Linked DNA regions of Mus musculus: all the other regions are linked to region 1. Evidence: chromatin contacts called from public promoter capture Hi-C data. All regions are on one chromosome and are shown on one strand. The core of a region is the stretch at or near the end of the contact, and the rest is flanking DNA. Distances in the headings are between cores, read along the strand shown. Region 1 holds the start of Zfp583 (zinc finger protein 583). Region 2 holds the start of Isoc2b (isochorismatase domain containing 2b). Region 3 holds the start of Rasl2-9 (RAS-like, family 2, locus 9). Region 4 holds the start of Nat14 (N-acetyltransferase 14).

Region 1 (5,602 bases), core at 1,423-3,922:
TACAGGATAACCAGCTATAATCAACCGACCCAAAGAAGCCAAATAACAAGGAGGGCCCAAGGGAGGATGGATGGATCTTTCTCAGAAGGGGAAACAAATAGGTATCAGAGGTCAATAGAAGGAGGTTACTAGGTAGAAAAGAGGATGGGGTGGGGGCGGGGAGATCATATGTAGGGGACAGAGAAAGGAGATCCACTAGGGGGTGGGGGCAATCTCTAGGACATGCCAGGGACCTGGGATGGGGAGAGGCCCAAGAGGGCCTAATGAAGAAACTAGCTGAGATTCCTAGCAGTGGGGATATGGATCCTAAAGTGGGGATATGGCCACTATAGCCAGGCAGGACTCCCAGTGGAAAGATAAGGACAGCAACCCATCCCCAAAGCCTTCAGCCCAAAATGTGTCCTGCCTACAAGATGTGCAGGGACAAGCATAGAGCAGAAGTGGAGGGAATGGTCGGGCAGTGGTGGCACACGCCTTTAATCCCAGCACTTGGGAGGCAGAGGAAGGAGGATTTCTGAGTTTGAGGCCAGCCTGGTCTACAGAATGAGATTCGGGACAGCCAGGGCTACACAGAGAAATCCTGTCTCAAAAAAAAAAAAAAAGTGTGTTTGTGGGGCGGGGAGGGAATGGTTGTACTCTGAGAGGCTCCACCCAGCAGCCAGCGGAAAAAGATGCAGAGACTTGCACCCAATCATAAGATGGAGCTCGGGGAGTCTTAAGGAAGAGTTGGGAGAAAGATCGAGGGACCTGAAAAAGACATGGACTCCAAAAGAAGAGCAACAGAGTCAACTAACCTGGACCCTTGGGGTCTGCCAGAGACTGAATCAACAAACAGAGAGCGAGCTTGGGTTGGACTTAGGCCCCTGCTCATATGTAGATGAGCGGCTTGGTCTTCATGCGGGTCCCCCAACAATTTGAGCAGGGGTTGTCCCTGAGCCTGCTGCCTGCCTGCCTGTGGATCCCTACCCCTACATCCCTGACAGCCTTATCTGGCCTCAGTGGGAGAAGATGTGCCTAGTCCAGCAGTGACTTGATGGGGGGGACGGGGAATTCATACCCAGAGAAGTGGTTTCTCCTCAAAAATGGGGAAGGTGGAATTGGGGGGCGGGCAACGGACTTGCGTGAAAGGAGTACTGAGAGGAGAGAAAGGGCTGATATTGGGTTGTAAAGAGAATAAATTTAATTAAAAAAAAAGAATATTATCCAAAATAGCCCCCCAACTTCTTTTTTTTTTCTAGCAGCCCCCCCCCCCCAATGGCTGACTTAACCTAGGGCTTCAAGCATTCTAGCTAGGCAGGAGCTCTATCATTGGGTTACAGCCCTAGCGCACTTCCTCCCCAGTCTATGTTGGTTCCATAAAGATGAAGATTTTGGTCAGGCGGGGTTCATTGTTGTGTCCATTTCAGAGTCTGACATACAGAAGGCGAGTAATGAATGATGCGTGAAAAGGTAAGGCAGAGAGAAGGTAAACAAACAAGGGAGAAAGAAACCCAGCAACGTGGGCCCTGAACCAGGAGATGACCAATTTTCATCCGCTGCTCTGGACAGGGCACCGGCCAGCTAGCACTGCGCATGCGTGCTCGAGCACAGCCCCCCCACCACCACCACCACCACCACAACTACCCCCACCCCCGACTCCTCGTCTAAGAGACCGAGGAGAGCAAGCAGCTCCTGCGCAGCCTGAGTGAGTTCTGGTTCTGACGACCGGAAGGGAAGAGACAGAATTCAGCGGAGATTCTAGGACCCCCGAAAGCCGCGCCCTAAAAGGCGTTCCCAGCATGCCTTACGCCGCTCCAGTCAAGCGCAGTACTCCACCTCCCAGAGGCCCTTGCGCGGAGTCGCTCCGCAGCCGCGCCTTTGTGAGCTCTACCGGCGCCGCGAGATCGAGCCCCGGCCCCGGCCAGATCTGCCTCGGCGCCGAGTGAGAGGTGACGAGGACTGAGGAGACGCTCGGTGAGGATCAAGGTACCGCGTGGGAGAAAGTGTAGTGGGTGCAGAGTGACCGTGCGAGACCACGCCACCGTATATGAGGGGCCTATTATGATTGTAAGGTTGCAACTATGTGAGACTGAGGCGGTGACAATGTATGTGACATTATAAGACAGCACCCCATAATGGGGGGAGCCTGTGACTGTGAGTATGGAGATACATGAAACAGAGAGAGAGGCTTGTGCCAGTGTGTGATAGCGCTAGGGGATGTGTGTGGGAACATGAGTGAGTGACTGTGGCTGAGCCTGTACACTGTGTGAGACTGAGGTGGTTATCATGTGTGTGACAGTATGAGACCACCCACTTGCATGAGGGGGGCCTGTGACTGAATACTCTGTGAGACTAAAAGACTGTGACAGTGTATGTGATTGTACCGGGGAGGGATCAGCTGAGTGACAGTGTTAGACTGGATCACTGTGTATTAAGGACTTCTGACTGTGAGACTAAATACTGTGTGAGACCGAGGCTGTGACATTGTGTGTGACAGATTGTGACAATATAAGGGATCATGTGGGAGAATGTGTCTGAAGACTCATATGACAGTGAGACCCCACACCGTGTGAGGGGGTCTGGTACTGCATACACTGTGTAAGACTGAAAGGCTGTGACAGTGTGGGTGACTGCACAGTGGAGGGTGTATTATATGTGAGCACTTTGGAGTGGGGATCTGAGTGGCAGTGTCAGACCACACCTTGTGTACGAGATGCCTGTGGCTGTGAGACTGAATACTGCTTGAAACTGAGGGGTTGTGACAGCGTGTTGACTGTATATGACAGCATGTGGGAGAATGTGTTTGGAAACCTATCTGACAGGGTTGAGACCAAGCCACTTTATTGTGAAGGCCTGAGGCTTGAGACTGTGCCAAGAGTACTGTCAGGGCCTGTGACAGTTTGTGAGACTGAATGCTGGCTATGACATAGAGTGAGAGGCTGGGACAATAGGTGTAGCACTATGAGACCATGTCACAGTGTTGAAGGGCCTATGATGGTGTATGAGACTGTGAGATCCCATAAGGATGTGTGTGAATACACAAGACTATGCCACCAGGTACAAGGGGGGTCTGTGACAATGTGGAATGTGGGGATAAAGACGCCATGAGGGGCTTTGAGGCTGCATTTGGGACTATGTGATATTATTACAGCAAGACTTTTGCTACCAGCTGGGATGGAGCCTGTGACAATGTATGGGCCCGAATAACAGTGTATAGGGCTATTTCATTGCATCTAAACAGTGTAACTGTTTGAGACAGACAGTGCTGGAAAATATGTGACAGTATGAGATATCATAGGGGGGGAAGGGCGGGGGGGGGCATTTGTAGGGTATCCTGATCCTGGTCCACTGTCTTCTAGATCACATGGTCCCTTTGCTACCCACTCTGTGCAAAGTAGCTTCACTTGATGGCCTACATCTCATCCTTATGGAAAGGGTGGAGATATACTTCCTTTTAACGTCATCTATACACTATAAATTCCAGTCTAGTTTCCAGTTTGGCACAGTTATTTTCTCAACTATTGCCTTGTGTATCTTCAATGATGTAAACCTTCATGTGTGAAAGGTGGAAGATTCTAATCTAATAATGCCAGTCTTAAATTGCTCAGACATAAGTGAAAGAGATAACTTAGACATAAAATATATGTTGAGTCCCAGAACTATACAGTACATAGGAAAAGCATTGTTAAATGTAGGGATACCTCAAATGCATGTCTGTGGAGGGAGGAGAAGGACAGAGGTGTGATGCTGGGGCTGCAGGATACACCTGGAACTTACAGTTTCCTGTTTCTGTCCACTTTACTTTCTTAGGACACCTCCCTGCTCCCAGAAACACAGCCATACATTCTTGAAGCTTTAACGCCATGTCCAAGGTAAGAAGCGTTTCTTTTTCCCTGGAATGCCACCTTATTTATCAGTCAGGCTAAACCACTTTGATTTCAGAAATTCAGCTGCCTGACAAAATCTCCTCTCTCCAGTGACTTGCTCTTGTTCTCCACTGCAACACAAGAGCTAGTCCCCCAAGACTAAGCTAAGAGCACCCTTTCCCCCGGCCAGCAAGGACGCAGTTCAGCCTCGCCTGTGGGTTCAGTGCTCTTAGGAACTCACTCTAAGAGGCAAAAATACATTTTTTTTGGTGGGATTATGTAAGCTCATATTGTGGGTATTAGAGGTGTAGATGTGTGTGGTAGCTTTTCTCTACAATCTCTGGTTTGAAAGGAAATAGGAGGGCTTTTGGGGGGTCCAGAGTTTGGGCATTTGGCAGAAACTCATGTTCAAGATGATTTTCAGAAATCCGATGTATCAAATTGGGGATGGTGCTGTTTTGTTTTCCAAGACAGGGTTTTTCTATGTAGCCCTGGCTGTCCTGGAACTCGATCTGTAGACCAAGCTGGCCTTGAACTCACAGAGATCTGTCTGCCTCTGCCTCCCAGATGCGTGCACTACGACCACCTAGCTCAAACCTTGATGGCTAAAGTGCATCTAGGCTCAGGCAGCGTTTTTCTTAGTCTGTCGGGAGCTTTGAAGAGTAATTGTTTATGAGAACAGTAATTTCTTCTTTTAGAGATAATCTGTTAGTAGCAGTGCACAGCTGATATACTGGGCAATCCCGCTAATTAATTAAATTGTTATGGGGAATGTATTGACATGGTGACTTACGTAGCCCAGGCTGGGGTTCAACTCATTCCAGCTAACCCTGATTTTGAACTCCCAGTCCTCCGACCTCTACCTTGGAAGTAAGAGGAAACACTTGAGCCTGTATTTTAAAATATATGTTAATTTTATTTTATGAGTATGGGTGTTTGTTTGCATGTATGTACAACACATGCTTGTATGTACATGCATGTATGTACAACACATGCATGCAGTGCTACAGAAGATCAGTAACGGGTGTCAGGTCCCCTAGAACGAGTGACAGATGATTGTGAGCTGCCATGTAGGTGCTGGGAACTGAACCTGTGTCTACTGCCACAGCAGCCGGTGTTCTTAACTACTGAGCCATATCTCCAGCTCATTGAGCCTGTGGTTTTTTTTTTAAAGATGTATTAGTTTATTTTATGTGTATGAGTGATCTCTTTTCATACAAACCAAAGGAGGGCATCAGATCCCATTACAGATGGTTCTGGGTCACCATGAGGTTGCTGGGAATTGACTCAGGACCTCTGTGAGAGCAGCCAGTGCTCTTAACTTCAAGCCATCTCTTCAGCCACCGAGCCTATATTTTTAAAACGTTGCAAAAATATTTCTACAATAACTAAAATAAATAGTATGAAATAGAGTCAAAAGGAAACATTTCAAAATGCATATATAATACCCAGAAACAAAATGCAGGTATGCAAAATGTGTGAGAATTGAAGATTTTTCCCATTGTGATAAATAACAATAGACATTGTCTTTTTTTTCATGCATTTGGTGTCTGATGGTTTAATTATATGTTAATATGCTTATGTGCATTACACCAGCAGGGAAAGAATAGAGATTGCTGTTCCCAAAGGCAGAGTACCACCACAGTCAGGTCTCTGGTTGTGTTTAAAGTAGGTTTTATGAAGATTTATGAGGTGGGTGGCATATTCATAGGTAAGATTACCTTTCCCCCTTTCAAGTATATCTATGTTTTAGAGAA
Region 2 (6,028 bases), core at 3,315-5,814, 1.5 Mb after region 1:
GGTTTTGTTTCTGTCTTACCATGTGTGCCCTGGGAATCGAACTCAGGTCGTTCACCTTGGTAGCAAACACCTGTACCTGCTGAGACATCTCTATAGCCCCTTCTCATCTACTTGTAAAAATATTTGTATGTGAATATGCATGTGAACCACCGGAAAGACCAGAAGAGGCATCAAAATGCGTGAAAGTCAAGATACAGGTTATGAGCCATCACGTGGGTTCTGGGAACTTAATTCAGATCTCCTGCAAGAGCAGTACTGGCTCTAATCACTGGCCCATCCCTCTAGCCTCCCACCACGTCTCTTTCAAGGCGAGGCTGGCTGACTGGAGGAAGCTTTTGAACTTCTGATCCTCCCTCATTTACTCGCAGAGTCTGAGATTCCAGGTGTGGCCCATCATGCTGGGTGTTATTCAGTGCTGTGGAGTCCAGCCCAGTGTGTAGTGGTTTAAATGAGCTGTCCCCCATGGTGTTGGACATTTGAACACTCTGTCTCCAGCTGATGGCGCTGTTTGGGAGGTTTGGAACGTGTGGCCTTAATTGCCAGAAGTATATTCACTAGAGGTGAGCTTTGAGGGTTTAAAAACTTGAATTTCTAGTTTGCTCTCTCTACCTGCATGCTTACAGTAAAGGGTGTAAGCTCTCAGCCTCCTTCCTTGCCTGCTGCCTGCTGCCTGCTGTGTGCTGCCTCTGCTCTGCCATCATGGACTATCATCCCACTGGGACCGGAAGCAAGAATAACCCTTTCTTTTATAAATTGTTTTGGTGGTGGCATTTTTATCATCACAACAGAAATGTAGCTAGCATAGAGGGTTTTGTACACTCTCTGCTCCTTTTTTTTTTTTCCTTTTTCTTTTTTAATAAGTCTCCCAGGCTGGCCTTGAATTTGTAACCCTCCTACCTGTTATTGGGATTCCCAAGGGAGGGAGGAGCCTCTAAGCCTGGTGTGGCATACATCTAAAATTCTAACATCCAAGAGGTGGAGGCAAGAAGATCCAGAGCTCAAGGTTAGCAGCAACTACATAGTGAGTTTGAAGCCAGCCTAGGCTCAGGAAGGGAGGGAGGACGCACTATAGTGTGTTTTGATTTCTTTTAAAAACACAGGAATATTAATAAGAATGTGCTTTTGGTTTACTCCCCGGCGTGGGATGTGGGCTGCTTTGGATGCCCACAGCAGCTGACTGTGATTTGCCTCCTGCTCTAGCTAAGGCATGGTTTTGCCCCCCGCAGATAGTTTCTGTGATGAGTTATGGAATTCTGGAGACTTTTCAGAGAGTGTATACATGCTAGGCTCCCCCAAGAGGCAGTGTGGGTTTTATGGGAGTTGGTTGTTGGTTGTTGTTGGTCACTGTCTGTTAAGTAGTCGTGTACAAAGAAGAAAGAACAAGAAGATATTAGATATCCTCACAGCAAAGATCAAACTTGCCCCCAAGGAACTTGATGCCCCTAATCAGCAACAAATCGTCTAATTAACGATGTTGCCCCCTTTCTGACTCCTGACTTTATCCAGGGATGTCTTTCTTCCCTGTCCTTTTCCCTCTCTTGTCCAGTGTTAGGAGGTTGGAAGGGTGGAAGAAAAAGGGTGGAGAAGCGTGGGAGGAAGGAGAATCCGCAAAGCAGCAAAAGGCACACAAGCTACAACACACACACACACAGCACACAAGCTACAACACACACAGCACACAGCACACAAGCTACAACACACACACACACAGCACACAAGCTACAACACACACACACAGCACACAAGCTACAACACACACACACAGCACACAAGCTACAACACACAAACAGCACACAAGCTACAACACACACACACAGCACACAAGCTACAACACACACACACAGCACACAAGCTACAACACACACACACAGCACACAAGCTACAACACACACACACAGCACACAAATCAAAGCAAATACTTCTTTTTGAAACAGGGAGAGAGAGGCAGCTAGAGAGATGGTTCAGCATTAAGAGAAGTGACTGCTCTTTCATGATGAGGAGGTTCGAATACCACAGTCAGGGGGCTCACAAACACCCCCTGTGACTCCAGCCTCAGGGGATCCAAAGTCCATTCAGGCCTCCATGGGTAAACGCACACAGTGAGACAGGGGCATGTAATACATAAATAAGATAAAAATAAATCTGTTCTCTTTCTTTTTCTTTTCTTTCTTTCTTTCTTTCTTTTTGTTTGTTTTTTTTTTTGTTGTTTTTTTGTTTTTCGAGACAGGGTTTCTCTGTGTAGCCCTGGCTGCCCTGGAACTCACTTTGTAGAACAGGCTGGCCGTGAACTCAGAAATCCATCTGCCTCTGCCTCCCGAATGCTGGGATTAAAGGCGTGTGCCACCATGCCCAGCATAAATCTGTTTTCTTAAAGACAGGAAAATAGATGGAACTGGAAAGTATATTAAACAACCACAGGAGAAAAAGTACAAGGAGTCCCATAAAGGACCAGAGGTGGACCCTGAGTCTAGAAGGCTTTGGGCTGTGGTCCAAGAAGGGGGCCTGGGCTTGGTTTATTTATATTATACAGATTCTATTTTTGTACAGATTTGCATGGCACTGTGATTGAATTCGGAGCTTCATGCATGCTGGGCAAGTGCTCCACCATCTGAGTTATATCCACAGCTGTGCCAGGGACGGACTACAAGGGTGGGAACTCTGGAGGGGCTGCCTTTGGCTTTGGGGGTGAGGAGGGGAGAGCCTGTGTTATTTATGGGTTTCACAGGCTTTCCCACTTCCCACGGATCTCCTGAAATGCCAGGCACAGGTACCTCCCAGTTGTGCATTCTACGCTAGGCGAGAGCCACAGGCTCAGTGTCGGCACTAACGTACATGGTGTGAATAGCTGTTAAGGGAACTGAAGCCAGCACCTGCCAATTAACTTTATAGACTCTAACACAAGAGTGATGGCATTTGCCCTTTCTTTTCTCTTTTCTTTTTCTTTTTACCAACCCCTACCGCTACCCACACACCTGCCCTTGGTTTCACTATGTAGCTCTGGGGAGTCCTGGAACTCACTTTGTAGACTAGGCTGACATCCTAACTCACAAAGATCTGCCTGCATCTGCCTTCAGAGTGCTTGGATTAAAGGTATGTACCACCATGCCTGGTTCTTTTCTTCGTGTGTGTGTGTGTTTATAAAATTTTGGGTGTGTGTCTGCCCATGTGTCTGCTTACCACATGCATTCAGTGCCAAAGTGGCCAGAAGAAGGTGTCTGAGCCCCTGGAAGTAGAATTACAGGCGACTGTGAGCCTCCACCACTGTCTGGCTTGTTGTTTTTAATCTTTGTTCAGCTCATTTTGTTTTTGAGGCTCAGTTTCAGGATGCACTTGAGTTCACTGTTCTGGGGAGACCAACTTTGAACCTCTGCCGGTTGCCTTCCCAGTCCCATCCCATCCCCCATCTCTCCCACCCTCACCCCACCCCCATGCATACAGTGCTGGGCACTAAAGCGAAGGCTTTATTCATGCCAGGCAAGGACTCTGCCACCTGAGCTACAGTTCCAGCCTTATTTCTTTTTCTTTGTTCGACAGTGTCACACTCTGTGGCCCAGGCTAACCTGGAACTCTGTGTATATATATATCTCTCCCCCAAAAGATCCTCACCCACACTCAGCCTCCCAAGTGCTGGGTTTACAGTCCTCGTTAGCCACCATGCCTAGCCCTTTTCTCATAACTTCAAGGTGAAGAAATCCTCCTGTCTCCACTTCTGAGTACTTGGGGTCATGGGTATTAAGCCACCGTAATCAGCTTTTGTTTTCTTATTCATTGAACTCAAGGCCTCAGCTTCTAGAACGCTGGGATTACCGGCCCTGAGCCACCATACCAGGTTTATATATCTGGATGAAGTAATCCTCTCTCTCTTAACCCCCACTTCTAAGTACAGAGTCAGTTTTCTATATAGACCACCCAAGGAGACAAGTCCTGAATTCCTGGAGAAAAAGCTAACTGGCAAGCAGTGGGGGAAAATGTCTTACGAGGCTTGTTCTTTTGTTTTCTTAGTTTGACTTTCGGGTTTTCGAGACAGGACTTACTTCCGTGTTGTACTGGCTATTCTGGAATTCGCGTTGTAGAGTCAGAATTATGCCTGCCTCTGCCTCCTGAGTACTGGAACTAAACCATTAACTAAATCATCGGTTTATGATGATTACTGGAACTAAACATTTGCGCCACCATGCCCGGCTGTTGTTTTGGTTGACAGGGTCTCACCACGCAGTCCCGGCTAGTCTCGAACTGGCGATACTCGTGCTTCAGCCTTCCTAGAGCTAGGTTACAGAAAGCATCACCTCTCCCCGGTCGCCCCGGATGGAGTGGATGGTGCCATGAACCCTACACTAGCCAAGATTGAGCCTCTAGCTCTCTGGTCGTTCTTCACCCTCCTTCCGGGTTAGAAGCCGAGCTCTCAGCCAAGGCCCTCCCTCCGTGGATTTTCATTGGTCCTACCCTCTGTCTCTCCGCCTGCTCCAGTTTCTTCAGACCAATCGAATTAACAGGATGGAGTAGAACAGAGTGAGGCGAACGCCGATTGGTTGGCTCGGCGCGGGGGTGTAGACCCGCGGCTCTGACTACGTGTCTACAAAGGGCAAAAAGGAGGCCCAGTACGGGGTCAGTGGGAATCCAGCGGGGAAAAGGTCACGGGACTTCTTGGAAAAGGGGCCCGAACTCGAACCTGGGACCTTCGAGTAAGTCCGGTTCGTTACTTGCTGGCTGTTTGCAAACCCACCATCCCGTCATTCAGACCGGGAAACGGAAGCTTTGCAGGGTGTCGGGTTCGGGGGTTGGAATGGCATTCCATTTGGTCTCAGGATAGACCCGCGGGGAGAGTCCCCAACCCTCTCTAGAGACAAATTTTGCATCAACCCCGCCAGTGAGCTAACCCTGGAGAAAAAAAGAGACCCAGAGAGGAAGGGAAACTCACCCAGGGTCACACAGCCTGAAATTCCTGGTTCCAGGAGTTGTGGTCCCCGCTTCTCTCACAATTACGTGCTCCTCTGTATCGCTCTCCCTAAAGCATCGTGGATCCTCTCCCATCTGTGTCCCCAGTCCATCTCGATCAAATCTGGCGAACTGAGCCTGGCTGTCATGAAAGCCAGGCAAATCAAGTGCTCTCTACCACTGAACTCCATCCAGCCCCCTTGCTCATTTCCTTCACACTGTGCCTCCCAAAAATGGGTTCCCAAGCCAAGAACCCAGCCCTTGGGACATAAGCCTTAAAAACCTATGAGGGGAATAGAGAAGGGGGGGCGAGTAGACATGGCTCAGTGGCTAAGAACTCTGGTTTCTCTTGTAGAGGACCTGGGTTTGGTACTCAGCACCCAGACGGTGGTTTACAACCGTCTTTAAATCTAGTTTCAGGGGACCCGACTACCTCTTCCAGCCTCCACAGACACTACATGCATGTGGCTATGCAGTCTCAGGTCAAACACTCATATAATAAACCCAGTCCGGGCTGGAGAGATGGCTCAGCAGTTACGAGCAGTGGCTCCTCTTCCAGAATGGCTCACAACCATCTGTAATGGGATCTGCTGCCCTCTTCTGGCATGCAGGCATACATGTAGACAGAGCACTCATATACAGGGAATAGATAAATAAATATTTTTTTAAAATTAAAAGTAAATCTGATCAACACACACATTTGGGATCCAGAGAGAAATGACTCCTTCGCTTGTCTCTGACCTCCACATATGCCCCATGGCATGGATACCCTCTCCCATATAGAAACTAAATAAATAAATAGAAATTTTTAAGGAAAAAAAAATCTACATTTGCCATTCAGGGAGCACAGATGGGAGTTTGCCATACCGTTCTTGCGCTTTTCATTTCACTGGCGCACTTTTTATCTGTGTTGGAGACCTCCCTTGCAGGTTTGTTTGTTTGTGGGTTTTTGTTTGGTTTTTTTTTGTTTTTGTTTTGTTTTGTTTTTTAAATGTCTGTGTTGGAGACCTCCCTTGCAGTTGTTTTTGGCTACAAAGAATCCACAGTGAGAATTTGGCTGGCTGCAGTTTTTGTAATCCCAGCTACTCCTTCC
Region 3 (5,496 bases), core at 2,164-4,663, 1.2 Mb after region 1:
ATCGCAATAGCCGCACTAGTCATTGACAATGGCTCCGGCACGTCAATGACAACGCCCTCAGGGCCATGTTCCCTTCCATCATAGGGCTCCCCCGACACCAGGGTGTCTTGGTGGGCATTGGCCAGAAAGACTCCTACGTGGGTGATGAGGCCCAGAGCAAGAGGGGTATCCTGACCCTGAAGTACCCTGTCGAGCATGGCATTGTCACCAACTGGGACGACATGGAGAAGATCTGGCACCACACCTTCTACAATGAGCTGCGTGTGGCCCCTGAGGAGCACCCGGTGCTTCTGACCGAGGCCCCCCTGAACCCCAAAGCTAACAGAGAGAAGATGACGCAGATAATGTTTGAACCCTTCAATACCCCAGCCTTGTACATCACCATTCAGGTGGTGCTTGCCACGGACTGGGGCTCTGTGGGCCCTCTTCGGTCTGCGGAATCAGAGTCTCAGACAGATGGGCATAGAGTGGGCGAGTGACAAACAGACGTGACAAGAGAACGTGTTGAATCTGAGTGTAATTTATCAAATCCAGCATCAAACTTTTTATACAGAATAACAAGAAACCAGGCGAACACATCCGCTAAGTTACAGTGACACAAAACAAAAGGAATGCATACATCAAAAGATGGCGGGGGACCAGGCCTCATTTACCACTTAGAAAGGAGCCAGGTGTAATGCTAGTCTATTGTTAAACCCACCACCAGGGGTTCTTAGTAAATGCCTGATTATGCTGTTCCTTTGGGCCTAGTGAAGAAACCTGTCCCAGGGGGATTCCCTAACTCTTTCATGGTTACCCCACCTATTTGCTAGGCCATTGTGTCCTAAGGCTACTGTCCTAAATAATCACTCTGCAGACTAGCCCTGAGCTATTCTAGCTCCGTTCGGAAGCACTGGGTGCTCCTCAGGGGCCACACACACGCTTCTCTACTAGAAGTAAATTTGAATGTTACTGAATAGGTAACCTTCTCACTGAATTCCCACTAAATTCCAAGCTCCTCGGCGTCGAGGATTTTCTAGGACATTGCAACACTGGCGAAGGCTTAGCTATGTCAAGCAATCAAATCTTAAAGGCACTTATAATAAAACAATACTGAAAGAGAGCACGTGGATCCATACACCAAACTAACACGGGAAAAGGGTTTGAGTATACGGGCTATGGGAATGCCAAGGTTCCAGGAGGCATAGTTTCCTTGAAACTCATTGCCTCGTGAGTGTTTCCAGGCCTCTTGGCCTGTCAAGCAGACTTCACCGGAGTGGGCGTAGGAGGTGCTCTCCTTGTATGTATCTGGGCGCACCACTGGCATTGTCATGGACTCTGGTGACGGGGTCACACACACAGTGGCCATCTATGACAGCTACACCCTTCCTCACGCCATCTTGTGTCTGGACCTGGTTGGCCAGGACCTGACAGAGTACCTCATGAATTCCTGACTGAACGGGGCTACAGCTTTACCACCACTGCTGAGAGGGAAATTGTGACAAGGAGAAGCTGTGCTATGTTGCCCTGGATTTTGAGCAAGAAAAGGCTACTGCTGCATCATCTTCCTCCTTGGAGAAGAGTTACTAGCTGCCCGATGGGCAGGTGATCACCATTGGCAATGAGCGGTTCTGGTGTCCGGAGGCACTCTTCCAGCATTCCTTCCTGGGCATGGAATCCTGTGGCATCTACGAGACCACCTTCAACTCCATCATGAAGTGTGATGTGGATATCTGCAAAGACCTGTATGCCAATACACTGCTGTCTGGTGGTACCACCATGTACCCAGGCATTGCTGACAGGATGTAGAAGGAGATCACAGCCCTAGCACCCAGCACAATGAAGATTAAGATCATTGCTCCCCCTGAGCGCAAGTACTCAGTCTGGACCTGCGGCTCCATCCTACCTCACTGTCCACCTTCCAGCAGATGTGGATCAGCAAGCAGGAGTATGATGAGTCGGGCCCATCGTCCACTGCAAATGCTTCTAGATGGACTGAGCAGGTGCCAGGCATCTGCTGCATGAGCTGGTATTGAAGTATCGATTTGCCCTGGCAAATGTACACACCTCATGCTAGCCTCATGAAACTGGAATAAGCCTTTGAAAAGAAATTTGTCCTTGAAGCGTGTATCTGATATCAGCACTGGATCATAGAACTTGCTGATTTTTGACCTTGTATTCAAGTTAACTGCTCCCTTGGTATATGTTTAACACCCTGTGCATATCTTGATTCAGTCCTTAGTTCATGTGGCTCGGTCACTTGGGGCTGGGGAGAACACGCAGTGGAAGAGAAAGGCCCAGCCTGGTGGATCTCTGTGAGCACCACGGAGTGATCTGTGCAGGGTATTAACCAACAGCAGACTTCCAGGATTTCCCGAGGCTGGCAAGGGCTCCTGAACCAGTTACCACTCCTTCTTGCCAGTCTAACAGGGTGGGAAAGTCCGAGCCTTAGGACCCAGTTTCCGTTCTGGTTTCTTCCCTCCTGACCACCATCGGTTGTTAGTTGCCTTGAGTTGGGAACGTTTGCATCGACACCTGTAAATGTATTCATTCTTTAATTTATGTAAGGTTTTGTTGTACTCAATTCTTTAAGAAATGACAAATTTTGGTTTTCTACTGTTCAGTGAGAACATTAGGCCCCAGCAACACGTCATTGTGTAAAGAAATTAAAGTGCTTCAGTAACTGAAAAAAAAAAAAAATTTCCTACTACCTATGATATCAAGCTTGGCTTTCTACAAGAGTTCAATCTCTGACTCTCATTTAATTCTTCCATTCCTTCACACACATATATATATATATATATATATATATATATATATATATATATATACTTTTTTTTTTTTTTTTTTTTTTTGGTTTTTCGAAACAGGGTTCTCTGTATAGCCCTGGCTGTCCTGGAACTCACTTTGTAGACCAGGCTGGCTTCGAACTCAGAAATCCGCCTGCCTCTGCCTCCTGAGTGCTAGAATTAAAAGTGTGCGCCACCACACCCGGCTCTATATTTCTTTTATATTTGACATAAGATCGCCTTTTTTTTTTCCTTTGTCTCTAAAAACAAATTGTGCAGCCCGTTGCTTAGGCAAAAGGAGTTTTGTCAGAAAAGTTCAGATCTAACAGATCTGTTCAGGATGGCAGGCAGTTCACTGAGCCAAGCTGCCTTCCTCTGTGTCCCTGTCATGAATCCTTGATTCGGTACAATTCAGTAGGCTTCATCCAAGAAATGCAGAGATGGTTCAGTAAGTGAAAATCAGTCCTGGAAGGTAGCTGGAAGGACCCGGCAGAGCGCAACACGAGGGTTGGTTGTCCTTCGGGTGGGCACCGCAGCGGCGGGCGGTGCCCAGCTTCCCTTCCCCCACAGTCTGGTACAGAGTCTGCCTTCCCGCGCGCTCTTCCCGGCCGCTGCCTTTAGAGGGCGCACGTGCAGCAGCCGCTCTCTCCGGCAGGATCGCCGCGATGGCCGCCCAGGGAGAGCCGCAGGTCCAGTTCAAGGTCGTCCTGGTGGGCGACGGCGGCACCGGAAAGACGACATTCATGAAGCGCCACTTGACCGGAGAGTTTGAGAAGGAGTATGTAGCCACCCTGGGCGTGGAGGTGCACACATTAGTCTTCCATACCAACAGAGGACCTATCAAGTTCAATGTGTGGGACACAGCCGGTCAGGAGAAGTTCGGGGGGCTGCGCGATGGCTACTACATCCAAGCCCAGTGTGCCATTATAATGTTTGACGTAACATCAAGAGTTACTTACAAGAATGTGCCTAGCTGGCATAAAGATCTAGTGCGTGTGTGTGAAAACATCCCCATTGTATTGTGTGGCAACAAAGTGGATGTTAAAGACATGAAAGTGAAGGCAAAACCTATTCTCTTCCACCGAAAGAAGAATCTTCAGTACTATGACATTTCTGCCAGAAGTAACTACAACTTTGAAAAGCCTTTCTTCTGGCTTGCCAGAAAGCTCATTGGAGATCCTAACTTGGAGTTCGTTGCCATGCCTGCTCTTGCCCCACCTGAGGTAGTCATGGACCCAGCTTTGGCAGCACAGTACGAGCATGATTTAGAGGTTGCTCAGACGACTGCTCTCCCAGATGAGGAAGATGACCTGTGAGAAAGTGAAGCTGGAGCCCTGCGTCAGAAGTCTATTTTAGGCAACTGTCCTGTGATGCCAGCCAGCGGTGCAGTGTGTGTGCCACCTTATTTAGCTAAAGGAGATCGTGCAATTCATTGGGATGCTGAAGGAGATGAATGGGCTTCGGAGTGAATGTGGCAGTTAAAATACACCTTCATTTTTTTGGACTTGCGTATTTAGCCCCCTGGAACAGAGTTGTTCTGGATTTCAAAGATAAGACTGCTACCGTAGCATCACAATAGTCAGTGGTGAAATCTTGTTTGTAACTGTCATTCCCACTCTTTCATTTAGAATCAGAATAAAGTTGTATTTCATATTTGAAATATCTTCTAAATATCTTCTAAAAAAGAGAAAAATAAAATCAGCAAATGTAATCTATCACATAAACAAATTAAAAGGGGAAAAAAAACATGATCATATCTTTAGATGCACAAAGGGCCTTTGACAAAATCCAACACCTCTTTATCATAAAACTCCTTGAGAGCCTAGGGATACAAAAGACATACCAAACATAGCAAAGGCAATATAAAGCAATCTGATAAGCCGGGAGTGGTGGTGCCTTTAATTAAATGCCTTTAATCCCAGCATTTGAAAGGCAAAGGCAGGCGAATTTCTTTTTTTTTTAAGATTTATTTATTTATTATATGTAAGTACACTGTAGCTGTCCTCAGATACTCCAGAAGAGGGCATCAGATGATTGTGACCACCTTGTGGTTGCTGGGATTTGAACTCGGGACCTTTGGAAGAGCAGTCGCGCTCTTAACCACTGAGCCATCTCGCCAGCCCCCAGAGAATTTCTGAGCTCAAGGCCTGCCTGGTCTACAAAAGTGAGTTCCAGGACAGCCAGGGCTATACAGAGAAACCCTGTCTTGAAAACCCAAAAAAAAAGCAATCTGATAGCAAACATCAAATTAAAGGGAGATAAATTCAAAGCAGTTCTACCAAAATAAGGAGGAAGACAAGCTGTCCACTCTTTACATATCTATTGACTATTATACTTGAAGTTTTACCTAGAGCAATAAGACAACTGAAGGAAATCAAGGGGATACAAGTTATTTTTCAAAAAATAGTCAAAGTATTGATGTTTGTAGATTATATAATAGTATACATAAGTGACCTTAAAAAAATCCACAAAGGGGGTTGGGGATTTAGCTCAGTGGTAGAGCGCTTGCCTAGCAAGCGCAAGGCCCTGGGTTCGGTCCTCAGCTCTGGAAAAAAAAAAAATCCACAAGGGAGCCGGGCGTGGTGGCGCACGCCTTTAATCCCAGCACTTGGAAGGCAGAGGCAGGCAGATTTCTGAGTTCGAGGCCATCCTGGTCTGCAGAGTGAATTCCGGGACAGCCAGGGCTACACAGAGAAACCCTGTCTTGGAAAACAAAACAAAAAACAAA
Region 4 (6,056 bases), core at 1,412-3,911, 1.4 Mb after region 1:
ACACACCAGGCAGCTGTGAGGGGGAAAACTTTGGTAATGGGGAGCATGACTCAGAAGGCCTGGCAAAGACTGGCTGCCGCTGTGAGCTCACTGCTTCTCCTCTTCCCAGCGCCCCCCCCCCCCCCCCAACACACACACTTCCCTAGCAATTAATGTCAACTTCTTCGGAGAGGAGGAGCCAGACAGAAGGAGGGAGTCTGGAGAGAGCAGCTGGAAAATGCATCAGACAGGAGACAGGCACACAGAAGTTTCAGGGTTTATTAACAAACAGTGTAAAAAACCAGATGGGCTTGGAGACACTGTGCTCCTGGCCCCACCCACTCCCAGAAGATCTGTCCCCTTTGGGAGTTCCCTGTCACAGACTCTAACTTTTAGTCTCTCTCTCTCTCTCTCTCTCTCTCTCTCTCTCTCTCTCTCTCTCTCTCTCTCTCTCTCTCTCTCTTTCCTCAAATCTCCCTTCCAGACCTCAAACACAGGCAGCAGGGGCTTTGTAGACCCAGAACCCGACGTTTTTCAGTGCATACAGACTGGGGCAGTGGGGGTGAGGCAAAGGACTGGACACGGTGACCTCTAGTGGTCCCAGAAGACCAAGAAGGGATTTGTTCTACTTGAGTTTAGAGTCCTCATTGCAGCTGGCAGGCACACTGGGAATGTAAGTCCATCAACCTCGGTGCTTCACTATCAGCCCAGCAGACTAGGTAGACACTGAGGGGGGGATGTAAAGTGCCTGGCACACAGTAGGTGTTCTTTAGGTGCTGGTTCTCTGCCCATCTATCCAGTGGGCATGGTCTCTAATCACAGGTCTTTGCTGAATTCCCTAACCAGCATATAGCCCATGCAGCCCCAGCCTCCCTCTGCCTGGTAGCCACAGGCCTCCAATAACCCTGCCACCCCCCAAGCGGCTACAGCCACTGGGACCACGAGCCGGGCCCGAGGCTCCCCCATACTTCCAGCCCATGCTCGGGCTCGAGCCTCGGCAAAGGCCAGCAGCCTTCTGCCCACGCCCCTGCGACGGTGCCATCGAGAGACAGAGAGGCGGGTGACTCGGGCTCCATCCCCCACGTTGGCACCAGGGGCCAGAGCCAGGACTCCACACACATCGCCGGAGCCACGGACAGCCACCCAGGGCCCTCCCAGGCCGCCTGGTGGAGGCAGAGAGCCCCATCGGGCTCGCAAACCCAGCTTCACAGCGGCTACAGCCAGAAACACGGGCAGCAGGAGGGCCAGGGCGAAGGAGGCCAGGATGAAGCGCAGTCCGCTGCTGGCTGCAGCCAGGAGGAGAAGGGCTGGAGGTCGTGTCAGAGCGTGGAGGGCCACACGGTTTTCCGTGTCTTTTACACCAGCCTGTGGGTGGGAGTAGAGGCTCAGCCATTCATCACATAAGAACTTCCGAGGAAGGATTTCTCTTCTCAAGTGAGAAGAGAAGCCAGCGGATGGGGTGGTCCCAGTCTGGCCCATTGGGTGTTAAGGGCTGAGCGAATGAATGCGGTTTGCCCGAATGAAATGAACTGATTTAGGACCTGAGGCCCATGAGTCCGGATGGCATGCTAAGGTAACGCACCAAAGGAGACTGAACAGGATAGGCAAAGTGAAGACATGGGCTCTTCGCTGGAAGGTCTGGGGTGTGTGTGTGTCTCAGTAGCCCTCATTTTGGGACTGGTAAGTGGGGCTGAATGGAGGTCAAGAGACCTGAACACCCAGCCCCTACACCCTTTCAATTGCTTTTTTAAAAATGGCAGCTGAGGTTTAAGTAGGGAGAAGGCAGTAGAGAAAAGAGACCAATTAAAAACAGCTGAGGCGAAAATCCCCTCCCCCAGGACCCCCGGAGCTCAGGCAGGTGGGCGGGGCTGATGGAACCCACTTTGAATGGCCCTAAGAAGCTGCGCATGCTCACTGGTGCCCCTGCCGGCCTCTCACCTTCAGCATCTCCAGCACCAGGGGCTTCTCATCTTCCCTCATTTCCCGCACTGACAGGTGGTTAGGGGCCATGGTAGCCCCCAGGCAGGCCCCTCCCCAAGGGAGCTGACGTTGTACACCTGCTGAAAACAAGTAGGTTGGTGTTAGGTGGGCACCTGAGTTCTAAGAGCCCTGGGAGGGATGGGCCGCAGTGTTTCCCAGATCGCCAAGGACCCTAGAGCATTGCCAAAGAAGACTGTCACAGTGGCAGGCCAGGTGCCTCCATACCCAGTGGGGCTCTGAAAATCGTCCCGAATCGTCCCCCACTCCGGAGAAGACATTCATTGATCTGCCTGTAAACTCATCCCCTATCCAAACTCCAGCAGCCGGTCTCCTGAAGTGGTCCCACCCCACATAGCAGAAACAGGGCCCTGAAAGGCACCTCCACGGGGTTGCTCGAATCCCTTGACAGTAAGGGAGAAGGGGGGCAGGGGCAGGAGAGGGTCACCACCGGAAGTGACGTCCACGCTCCCGACTGGAGGCAAGACCGGCACCTTAGCAACTGTTGCCAAGCTTCCCCCACTATGGGGCAGGGGTTGGGAGTAATGGAGGAAACTGCGAGGACGAGGGAAGAGCTGTGACCTGCTGGAGGCCAGTGGGAGAACCTTGGAGAAGGGGGGATGGGAGTGGGGGACAGAGAGGGTTTCTTACCCGGCCTGCCTGGGAGGATTAGCACAGCTCCTTTCTTGCTGGTCCTTCGTTGCTAAGCGACCTGAGCATCAGGAAGAGGAGGCGTTGCTTGTGAACCTAATCTCATTGGCGCTTGGGTCTTTGAGGGAAGGGATGAGGGGTAGCATCAAGCATCCCCATCAGCTGAGACCTTATTCTCAACCCGGAGGCACCTGGGGTATCGTTTGAATTAATAATATTCCTCTACCTACCTTTCAGGTGAGGTAAGGGTGGTTTATAGGAAAGAAGTGGAAAATCCAGAAATTGATCCCTAACCCTCCCTGCTATAAGTACAACTACAGACGAATACATACAAAGGTTGGGAAAGGACCAGAGAAATAGCTCAGGGAGTAAGAGAGCTTGCCAAAAGGAAACCCACATGACTGACTCCCACTGTCTCTCTGTCCTCTGCAAGTGTACCCGCCCTCCCACCCCCAGCACAGTAAAAGCCTTAACAGTTTAAAGGATGGGGGAGCTGGACCCCACCCCGGAGAAGCATTTAGCCCTCCAAGTACAAAGCAAGTCACCTCAGATCCGGGAAGCAAGAATGAAGACTTCCAGGTCTGAAGCAGGGGCTATGCCCATGACTATACCTCCCCCATGAAAACAAAACCAGGAAGAGATTCTGGGTCTTTATTAGCAAGTCCAGCCAGCAGCCCCCCTGACTCTGGGGCTGACCCCAGCCCAGCTGAGGAGAACAGTTAATTGCGGGGAGGGGGTCTCTTCAAAACGTGTGTACCAGTTGGACTGCAGGAAGAGTCTGCACAATCTGGATGGAGGGCAAGTTCTGGGGAGCCATGACCCCTGGTCCAGCCACTGCGGGGACCACTTGTACCATCTGGGACGGGGGAGCTACGGGCACCCCCACAGGGGCAGAGACCGGGCCAGGTGCTGACGGGGCCAGGAGTTGCAGTGTTGTGGTGCCTCCTGCAACGCTGCTATTTTCTAGCAGATCAGTAGCTGGGGCGCTACGAATGATAAGGAGTTTCTGTCCTGATGGGCCAGTGGCCGCTGGCTCCGCCAGACCGGGGGAAAGCGTTTCCACCTCCTGCACGCAGAGCCTAGTCTGCTCACCATCCGCCCCACTCAGCACCAGCACACTCTGCAGCCCCTCATCTGTCTGCAGTGTCTCAAACAGGACGTCCTGGACCACACCAGCACCGGCCTCACTGTCTCCCACTTCCCCGGGCCCAGGGCCGGTCAGCAACTCTTCAGTTGCCCCACTCTGAACCAGCAGCAGGTTTGGAGCTTCTGTAGTGCCAGCTCCTCCATTAGAATTGGAGACTTGGCCTGTCAGGGGCTGGAGCTGGACCGTAGTCACCTCCTGTGCTGGTTGTAGCTGGACTGTAGTCACTTCCTGTGCAGGCTGTAGTTGTACCGTGGCCACTTCCTGTGCTGGCTGAAGCTGGACCCCACTCACTTCCTGTGGTCCTGTCTCCCCACTCCCTACATTCTGCAGAACAATGAGGCTCTGCCCTCCCCCGCTAGCCCCTGCATTGGCCCCTCCTTGCAGCCCCAGACCACCTGGGCCTGGAAACCACACCACCCCTGTCCCCTGTCCAGCTTTCCCAACAGACCGAGGGCCTGGCCTTGCAGCACCACTGCCCGGACCTCCAGCACTGGCAGGAGGCAGCAGAATGACTTTAGGGGGTGGAGGCGGGGGTGGAGGAGTAGGGGATTGGACACTGCTTGGAATCAGCTGGAGGCCCTGGGCAGTCTGTACCAGGAGAAATGTTTGAGAACTGGGAGCAGCCGGGCCTGGGGGCGTAGGCTGGGCTGTTCCCCCAGCTACTTCAAGTGAAAGTGTGGCCTGTAGGTTAGGGAGTACGTGAACATCTTGAGCAGCCAGTGGAGTTGGAGCTGCAGCCAATGGGGCAGGGGGCTGCGATGCTACAGCAGAGCCGGTGGTGCCCGAAGTTGTGGTGGCTGGGGTGTGCGTCCTCAGATGCCGCTGCAGGTAGGCAGCCATAACAAAGCCACGGCCACAAATGGGGCAGGCAAAAGGGCGCTCGGCAGAATGAGTGCGCTGGTGCAGCAGCAGGTTGGAGGAGTGTGTGAAGGTCTTGGGGCAGAGCGGGCAACGGAAGGGGCGCTCGCCCGTGTGCACCCGCTGGTGCTGCCGCAAGTTGGACGTCTGTGCGAAGCTCTTGCCACACACACTACATGAGTGGGGCCGCTCACCGGTGTGCACATGCCGGTGGCGCCGCAGGCACGAAGTGTTACGGAAGGCTTTGCCACACTCAGTGCAGGCATAGGGCCGCTCACCCGAGTGAAGTCGCAGATGGTACTGATAGTGGGACGACCACTTGAAGGTGAGGCCACACTGGCCGCAGGTGAAGGCTCGCAGGCCTGTGTGCACACGCTGGTGGATGGCCAGCAGGGAGGAGCGTTTGAAGGCTTTGCCGCACTCCCCACACTGGTAGGGCCGCTCACCTGTGTGGTCCCGAAGGTGGTAGCGCAGCCCGGAAGAACCCTTGAAGGCCTTCCCACACTCGGCACATTTGTAGGGCCGCTCTGCAGAAACCACCGGGGCAGGTGGAGGAGGAGGGGGTGGGGCAGGAGTGGCTGGGGCTACAGGTTCCTGGGGACAGGTGACCTCCGCAACCTCAGCCTGGGGAGGTGGGCGTCCGGCTGCCGCCTCCTCCACGTGACACTGCTGGTGAGCCAAGAGGCTGGCCAGTTGTGGGAAGGCACCATCACAGCTGCCACAGCGAAAGGCCTGTCCACTGGCCGCACCATGGCTGTGCTGGTGACGGGACAGGCCAGCCACCGTCCGGAAGGACTTCCCACAAGGAAGACAAGCAAAGTTAGGAGGGCCTGGAGTGGCAGGTGGGGGCTGTGGTAGGGCGGAGTCAGCCTGGGGCAGCTCGGCAGGCACATCCTGGGACTGGGTGGCTACAGGGGGCCCCGGGCATGGCTGGTGCTCCAGGAGGAGCTCCTCGCTGCTGAAGCCCTGCTCGCAGCCATCGCAGCGGTACACTAGCTCCACTGTAGTCTCAGCAGCAGCCAAAAAAAGCTCGGGCACCACGGGTGGGGGCTGGGGTGGTGGGGCTGGAGGCTCAGGCGGGCTACGGGGCTGCAAGTAGGCATCAGAGACCAGAACCTTGGTGTCAGCTCTGCTGGTCTCCCCTGGGGGGGCGGGGGCAGGGGCGGGGCCGGGGGCAGGGCCGTGGGTGCGGTGGTGCAGCAGCAGGTTGGAGGAGTGTGTGAAGGTCTTGGGGCAGAGTGGGCAACGGAAGGGGCGCTCGCCCGTGTGCACCCGCTGGTGCTGCCGCAGATTGGTGCTCTGAGTAAAGCTCTTCCCACAAATGCCACAGGTGTAAGGGCGTTCTCCTGTGTGCACATGCCGGTGGCGCCGCAAGCTGGAGGAGTTCTTGAAGGCCTTGGGGCAGTCAGGGCACGGGTAGGGCCGCTCACCGGTATGCTGTCTC

What was found. Promoter capture Hi-C pulls out the DNA fragments that hold promoters and counts their contacts.
Region 2: a contact with region 1 is called in a promoter capture Hi-C map of second pharyngeal arch cranial neural crest. The contact joins the promoter of Isoc2b here to the promoter of Zfp583 in region 1. A contact is called at or near these places in 4 of 39 promoter capture datasets (embryonic stem cells, hippocampal neurons, pre-B cells and 1 more).
Region 3: a contact with region 1 is called in a promoter capture Hi-C map of hippocampal neurons, with 5 times the contacts expected there. The contact joins the promoter of Rasl2-9 here to the promoter of Zfp583 in region 1. A contact is called at or near these places in 3 of 39 promoter capture datasets (cranial neural crest, embryonic stem cells and hippocampal neurons).
Region 4: a promoter capture Hi-C map of second pharyngeal arch cranial neural crest shows a contact between it and region 1. The contact joins the promoter of Nat14 here to the promoter of Zfp583 in region 1. A contact is called at or near these places in 5 of 39 promoter capture datasets (cranial neural crest, frontonasal cranial neural crest, hippocampal neurons and 2 more) and 1 of 115 datasets of contacts at active chromatin or transcription factors (embryonic stem cells).

What each region holds. Positions count from the first base shown.
Region 1 is chr7:6,327,504-6,333,105 of GRCm38.p6, reverse strand. It overlaps Zfp583 (zinc finger protein 583), which reads left to right and starts at 2,672. Exons shown (of 5, transcript NM_001033249.3): 1 at 2,672-3,036; 2 at 3,790-3,851. The coding sequence starts at 3,843.
Region 2 is chr7:4,864,715-4,870,742 of GRCm38.p6, reverse strand. Isoc2b (isochorismatase domain containing 2b) reads left to right here and starts at 4,564. Exons shown (of 6, transcript NM_026158.2): 1 at 4,564-4,682.
Region 3 is chr7:5,123,867-5,129,362 of GRCm38.p6, reverse strand. Rasl2-9 (RAS-like, family 2, locus 9) reads left to right here and starts at 3,413. Exons shown (of 1, transcript NM_009028.2): 1 at 3,413-4,421. The coding sequence starts at 3,434. The coding sequence ends at 4,084. It also overlaps the pseudogene Gm47692.
Region 4 is chr7:4,919,191-4,925,246 of GRCm38.p6, reverse strand. It overlaps Nat14 (N-acetyltransferase 14), which reads right to left and starts at 2,661. Exons shown (of 3, transcript NM_001358881.1): 1 at 2,608-2,661; 2 at 1,918-2,039; 3 at 241-1,344. The coding sequence starts at 1,989. The coding sequence ends at 796. It overlaps Zfp628 (zinc finger protein 628), which reads right to left. Exons shown (of 3, transcript NM_170759.2): 3 at 3,244-6,056. The coding sequence ends at 3,350. It also overlaps a transcript of Ssc5d not described here.